Linked DNA regions of Mus musculus: region 1 is linked to region 2. The links are chromatin contacts, called in public HiChIP or PLAC-seq maps. All regions are on one chromosome and are shown on one strand. The core of a region is the stretch at or near the end of the contact, and the rest is flanking DNA. Distances in the headings are between cores, read along the strand shown. Region 1 holds the start of Tmem121b (transmembrane protein 121B). Region 2 holds the start of Zfp9 (zinc finger protein 9).

The links. HiChIP or PLAC-seq counts read pairs in DNA pulled down with a chosen protein or histone mark.
Region 1: a contact with region 2 is called in an H3K4me3 HiChIP or PLAC-seq map of embryonic forebrain, with 9 times the contacts expected there. The contact joins the promoter of Tmem121b here to the promoter of Zfp9 in region 2. A contact is called at or near these places in 1 of 39 promoter capture datasets (hippocampal neurons) and 2 of 115 datasets of contacts at active chromatin or transcription factors (astrocytes and embryonic forebrain).

Annotation. Positions count from the first base shown.
Region 1 is chr6:120,492,556-120,495,256 of GRCm38.p6, reverse strand. Tmem121b (transmembrane protein 121B) reads left to right here and starts at 1,311. Exons shown (of 1, transcript NM_033567.2): 1 at 1,311-2,701. The coding sequence starts at 1,503.
Region 2 is chr6:118,477,904-118,480,840 of GRCm38.p6, reverse strand. It overlaps Zfp9 (zinc finger protein 9), which reads left to right and starts at 1,568. Exons shown (of 6, transcript NM_011763.2): 1 at 1,568-1,635.

The sequences.
Region 1 (2,701 bases), core at 62-2,561, 2.0 Mb before region 2:
CCCTTCAGGACTCCTACCAGTGGGGTTGGAAGGGGGAGGGCAGCCCCTAGGCAGACTCAGCCCATGGACCGGAATGGGCAAGGCTGGCCTTGAACCTTCAAAGCTCCTGTTTCAGGTTCCTGAGTACCTGGGGTTACAGAGGAGCTGGCTTGTGACACCAGGCTCTGCTGGAGTTTATTCTTTTGCATGCTTCCATACCTCTAAAGATCCCCCCACCCCCTTTCTTGGTCAGACATATTTTCCTGTTATTTCATCTCCTGCTTTAGCTTTTTTTTTTTTTTTTTGATGACAGGGTCTCACATAACCCAAAGCTGGCCTCAAACTTGCTATGTAGTCAATGGTGACTTTGGATTTCTGAGCCTTCTGCTCGACCTCCTCAGACCTGGAATCAGATGTGGGGTGATGGGGAGGAACCCCTCCGCGCTGCATGCAAGCTAGGTACAAACCTTTCAGAATACCAAAGATGAGCCTGGCTAAGCAAGCAACTGCCCCACCCCAGGTCTCCAGAGTGGCTTCCTGCCCTGGCCCTGGCCTCCCCTACCCCAGGACTAGACAGTGGTATTTGCACCCCACCCTCTTCCTAAGCCCTCTTCTCAGCAATTATATTCAGGGAGCCTTTTCATTAACTGGAAACTGAAGATCTCCGAGGGGAGGACAGCTTTGGATGTGTGAAAATGCAGTACTTGGTTGGGAGTGCTCCTTCTGAATAATAGAATTGGGGGTGGTGTTTGTTTGGTTTGGTTTCTGGTGGTGGGTTGGAACCCAGGACTGGATGCATACAAGGCGGGTCATTCTACCAATTGAGATACACCATCCCCGAGCTCTTTCTGGTTCTTTTTTTATTTAACTTTTTAATCACTTCCATTGAGTTCTCAGGGCCTTTACGGAAGGAGATGGCAGAATGGTCGTTGGCGCACAGAGGAGAAGTTGGCTTGCGCTTCCTCCTGATAGGCAAGAAAGGACAGTGGTGCTTGGAAGCACGAAGTTGTGGTCTACACTGAGACCAAGGCCACCCAGCAGTTCAGGTTCAGCCCTTAGGGCTGTGGAGCTAGAGACTTCATGTTCCTATCCCGCCTGGCCTGATACGCTTTCAACTCTACTCCGGCACCTCAGTTCTCCCTCCTTTCCTTCCTGCTGATCCAGCCAGCCAGGCTTTCTCCTCCTCTATTCTCGCCTCCTCTCTCCCTCGAATCCAGTCCTGGTTTCCCCGCTGCCAGCTCCTTCTGCTGCCTGCTGGGCTCGCTCCCCTCCTCCGCCCCCGCCTCTCCGGTCCCGGCGGTCTGCTCGGCTCCCCCGCGCTCCCCCAGCTCAGCCACCCGCGGCTTCACTCGCCCAGTCCGGCCGCTCCAGTCCGGATCTCTCTGCCTCCCGACCCGGGTGCGAGTTCCAGCAGCTGGCGAGGAGGCGGCAGCGGCTGGCCCGGGTTCCCCTCTGCCGCCTCGTCAGCCCGAGGTTGACGGGGAGAGAGCGGCCGGGCAGCCCCTGGAGCCCCTCCGAGGACAATGCACCCGGCGCTGGGCCACCCTCGCGCGCTCTCGTCCGCGCCCGCCTCCTTTCCGCCGCCCCCCGCCGCAGCCCGGCTACAGCCCCTCTTCCTCCGGGGGGGCTCCTCCCGCGGCCGGAGAGGCTCGGGCGACAGCAGCACCAGCACCAGCACCAGCCGCGGGGGGTGCGGCGGCAGACGCGGCGGAGGCGGCGGCTCCCCGAGCAGCAGCACAGGCGCGGAGCGAGAGGACGACGACGAGAGCATTAGCATCAGCAAGCCACTGGTGCCCGCCGCCGCCGCGCTCCCCGGGCCCCCAGCTCAGGGGGGCGTCCCAGTCTCCGCCACCGCGCCCGCCGCCGCCTCCTCCACTTCCACGCCCACCTCTTCCTGCAGCATGACCGCCGCGGACTTCGGCGCGGGCGCCGCGGCCGGCACCGTCGGGGGCCCCGGGAGCCGCTCGGCGGTGGGCGCAGGCGGCACCGGGACCGGCGGCGCCGCCTCCTGCTGCTCGTGCTGCTGTTGCTGCTGCGGCCGCCCCACTCGCTCCGGCCGTAGGGGTCGGCGCCGGGGCTGCTCGCCAAGCCCCGGCTGCCGCTGGGGCTACCAGGCGCTGTCTGTGGTGCTGCTGCTGGCGCAGGGCGGTCTGCTGGACCTGTACCTCATTGCAGTCACTGACCTGTACTGGTGCTCTTGGATCGCCACCGACCTCGTGGTGGTGGTGGGCTGGGCCATCTTCTTCGCCAAGAACAGCCGGGGCCGTCGGGGCGGCCCAGCGAACAGCATGCACAACCACCACCAGCTCCACCACCACTCGGCTCCGCCTCTGCACCTATCCGCAGCGGCGTCGGCGGGGGCCGGGGCCAAGGCTCGCGGGGGCCGAGGAGGTTCTGGAGGCTCCGGAGCCGGGCCGGGGACGACTGGGGCAGCGGGCGAGTTCGCTTTTGCGTACCTGGCCTGGCTCATCTACTCCATCGCTTTCACCCCTAAGGTGGTGCTCATCCTGGGCACATCCATCCTGGACCTCATCGAGCTGCGCGCGCCCTTTGGCACCACGGGCTTTCGCCTTACCATGGCGCTGTCCGTGCCGCTGCTCTACAGCCTAGTGCGTGCCATTAGCGAGGCGGGCGCGCCCCCGGGCTCGGCGGGTCCCCTGCTCCTGCAGCCACAGCAGCATCGCGCCGCGGGCTGCTTCCTGGGCACGTGTCTGGACCTGCT
Region 2 (2,937 bases), core at 319-2,818:
AGGTAAATTACTTGGAGTCTACAACGAGATGGCTGGTCCTCACCAACCCAAGGCTATGAGTGTCATCTGAGAGCGTCTGAGGCCAAGACTTTCCCATTTGGTTTTACCCTGCCCATCTATTGTTTCCGCCAGTGTGTGTGAGTGTCCTCATTGATGACTTCTTCTGTTCTATTACTCTGAAGGCTCTGTGAAGGGACCAAAGAGATGGGGCAGAGGTGACGAGTGCTGGGTCCACTTCCAGAGGACCAGGGGTTCATTTCCCAGTGCCACATTATGGCTCACGACTGATCGTCACTCCAGTTCCAAGGGATCAGATGCCCCCTTCTGGCTTCATCATGCATGTCTCCCACATGATACACAGACATGCAGGCCCAAACCCATATACACAAAATAAAACAGCCCCGGGAAGCAGCTTGCACGTTGGAAAAGGAAATTTGGGGTGCCCTAAGTCTATGTTCCAGGACCATCATTATGTTCAGTTCACAATAACCCCTTAGAGTTATCCCCTTAGAGGCAAGAGCTGTGTTTCTGTGCCAACAATACCTTTATCCTGAACCTTGCAGGCTGTTTGGTCCCCTTGTCTCTTAAGTTGGCCTTTTGAGGACCAGTCAATGAGTCTGAGTCCTTATGGCTGCCCGGGGCTCAGTCGTTGATCTTAAAAGCTCTGGCACCATATATGCTATATGTATACATTTATGTGTAAAAATTGTAACTTTCGTATGAAGAATGTAATATTTCCATATTTCTAAGGTTAGTACAGTGCGGACTAAAGTTATGGCCAAGGACATATACAAGTTGTTTTACATATTCAGGACATCGTTCTTAGTGAGAGGATAAGAATGGCATTCTGCATCGGTAGGATACAACTTTAAAAATTTGGCCAGGGGGAGGCGGGGACTAACATGTAGGGCACTTTACTTGGTGTATTCTTTTGGTTTATATATACTGTACATATTTTTTTAGTTTCTCGCGTTTCGTGTTATCGTTTACATAGTTTTGAAAGGTAGTAATCCTAAGACAAAATTGCAAGCTCCTTGGATGTAAACTTCAAGTATTTAAGCTACCCCACCGTACACACTGCGCACCCTCTGACGGCCTTCTGTCTAACTCCGCAGGGTGCCCATTGCTTGTTCAATCATCCCCTTAAAGATCAGGCCTTAGGGAAGCAGCGCAGCGCTCAACAGTGAGGTACTCAGAGCCAAACTTCATAACGTGATCACACACGGAGTCATCGCGGAGGCTTCTGGAAAGCGTAGTCCAGAAAGGAGGGCCGTTAGGCGCATGGGCAGAGCCCTCGCCTGTCAGCTGAGGAACTTTTGTCCTTCGTCTTGCGGGGGACACCGAGCCCCGCGGCATCCCCCGATTTGAGGGGTTCTCCGATTGCGGCGGGCGGGCGGGCGAGCGAGCACGCGATCCTGTGGGGCGGCGGCGGGAGGAGCGCGCTGGGCGGGCTGAGGAGGGGAGGGGAGGGGAGGGAAGGGGAGGGGAGAGGAGGGGACATCAGCGGGAGGCAGGCGGGTCTGAGCCACCGCCCGGGTGACGTGGCACCCACTCGCCTTGTCCTCCCGCCACGTCGGCGTCCTCCCGCTTCTCAGCCATCCCCGGGCATCTGCAGCGGAGGCCGCTGTCACCGAGGTGAGAATCGCTCAGGGCGCACGGAGCAGGGCAGTCTTGCAGAGTGCTGTGGAACAAGCAGGGCGGGCTGCTGCTTTTCCAGCAGAGCCAGGTCCTTTCATCTGGGCCCCTCAAAGCTGTTCACAGAGGCTGTTTGGTTTACCCAGTACCTGCGGGTGGTCGTAATCCTCTATTGTTTAACTCTGCCGGGCTTGTCTCTTCCACGCAGTCCTGTCTGCGTCTGCTTTCCGTGCAGCCGCTGAGGACACAGCCTTGAAGCATACTTGATCATACCTGGAGTCTTCTATTCCTAAAACTCCTCCAGCCTCCTCTGGATCCCTTAGTGTGAGAGATTAATTAAGGCTCTCCCTCCCCATATCCCTCAGCTATCCTTTGTTAGACTGTTGAACAGTTATTTGGAAGTACAGTATTGCTTTTTAAAAAAAGGTCTTTCAGTATTAAATTTTCCTGAGAATCTGGGAATTATATACACTCACCCTCTAAGGGAATAGAAGTAAAACAGATTGGGGGTGGGGTGTCGATCTGGCCTTGGAGCTCCAGACTAGTTTGGAGCTGTTGAAACTCCTGCCTCAGCCTCCAGGATGCTGGGTTTACAGGTGTGTGCCACCCCGTCCAGCAGAGACAGATCTAAAAGATGAGAACTGTTGTTCATTTGTGTTCTCTGTTACGAAGGAGATTTCCTAAGGCTGATGATTGGCGCATTTGTATCTGGCCTTATACATTAGGCCTTTGGTATGCACCCGGCTGACTGGAATTAAGCATTTGGTTTTTTGTTTGTTTGTTTTTGTTTTTAATCTATATACACGATATACCTTTTTAGGGAATATGGTACTAAAACTGTTGTCTAATTAATTAATGACTTTATTTATGTATTTATTTGAAATAATGTCTCACTATGTAGTCCAAGCTGGTCTAGCTCTCGTTCTATAGCTTAAACCAGCCTTAATCTTGCTATCTGCCTGCCTCGGCCTTTACAGTGCTGGGGCTAGAAGTGTGCCTCACTCCATGTGGCTTCAAATTGCTATTTTTGAAGGTAATTTTGTTTCAAAGCTTCATTTGTTTCAAAGCTAGATTTGGCAGCCATGCAACAGTTCATTAAGATGTAATTTAATTTCACCCCACCCCCCTGTTTCAGCCTGTTTTGAGAGGCCAGTCAATTACAGGGATCTAAACCTGTTGTGTGGCTGTCAAGGCTTGACCGGAGGCTGCACAGAGGGTTATTCACCATGATTTAATTCCTTTCACTTTAAGAATAATAGCATTGAAACTAAGTCCCAATGCCGGTAGCAGACATAGCAACAG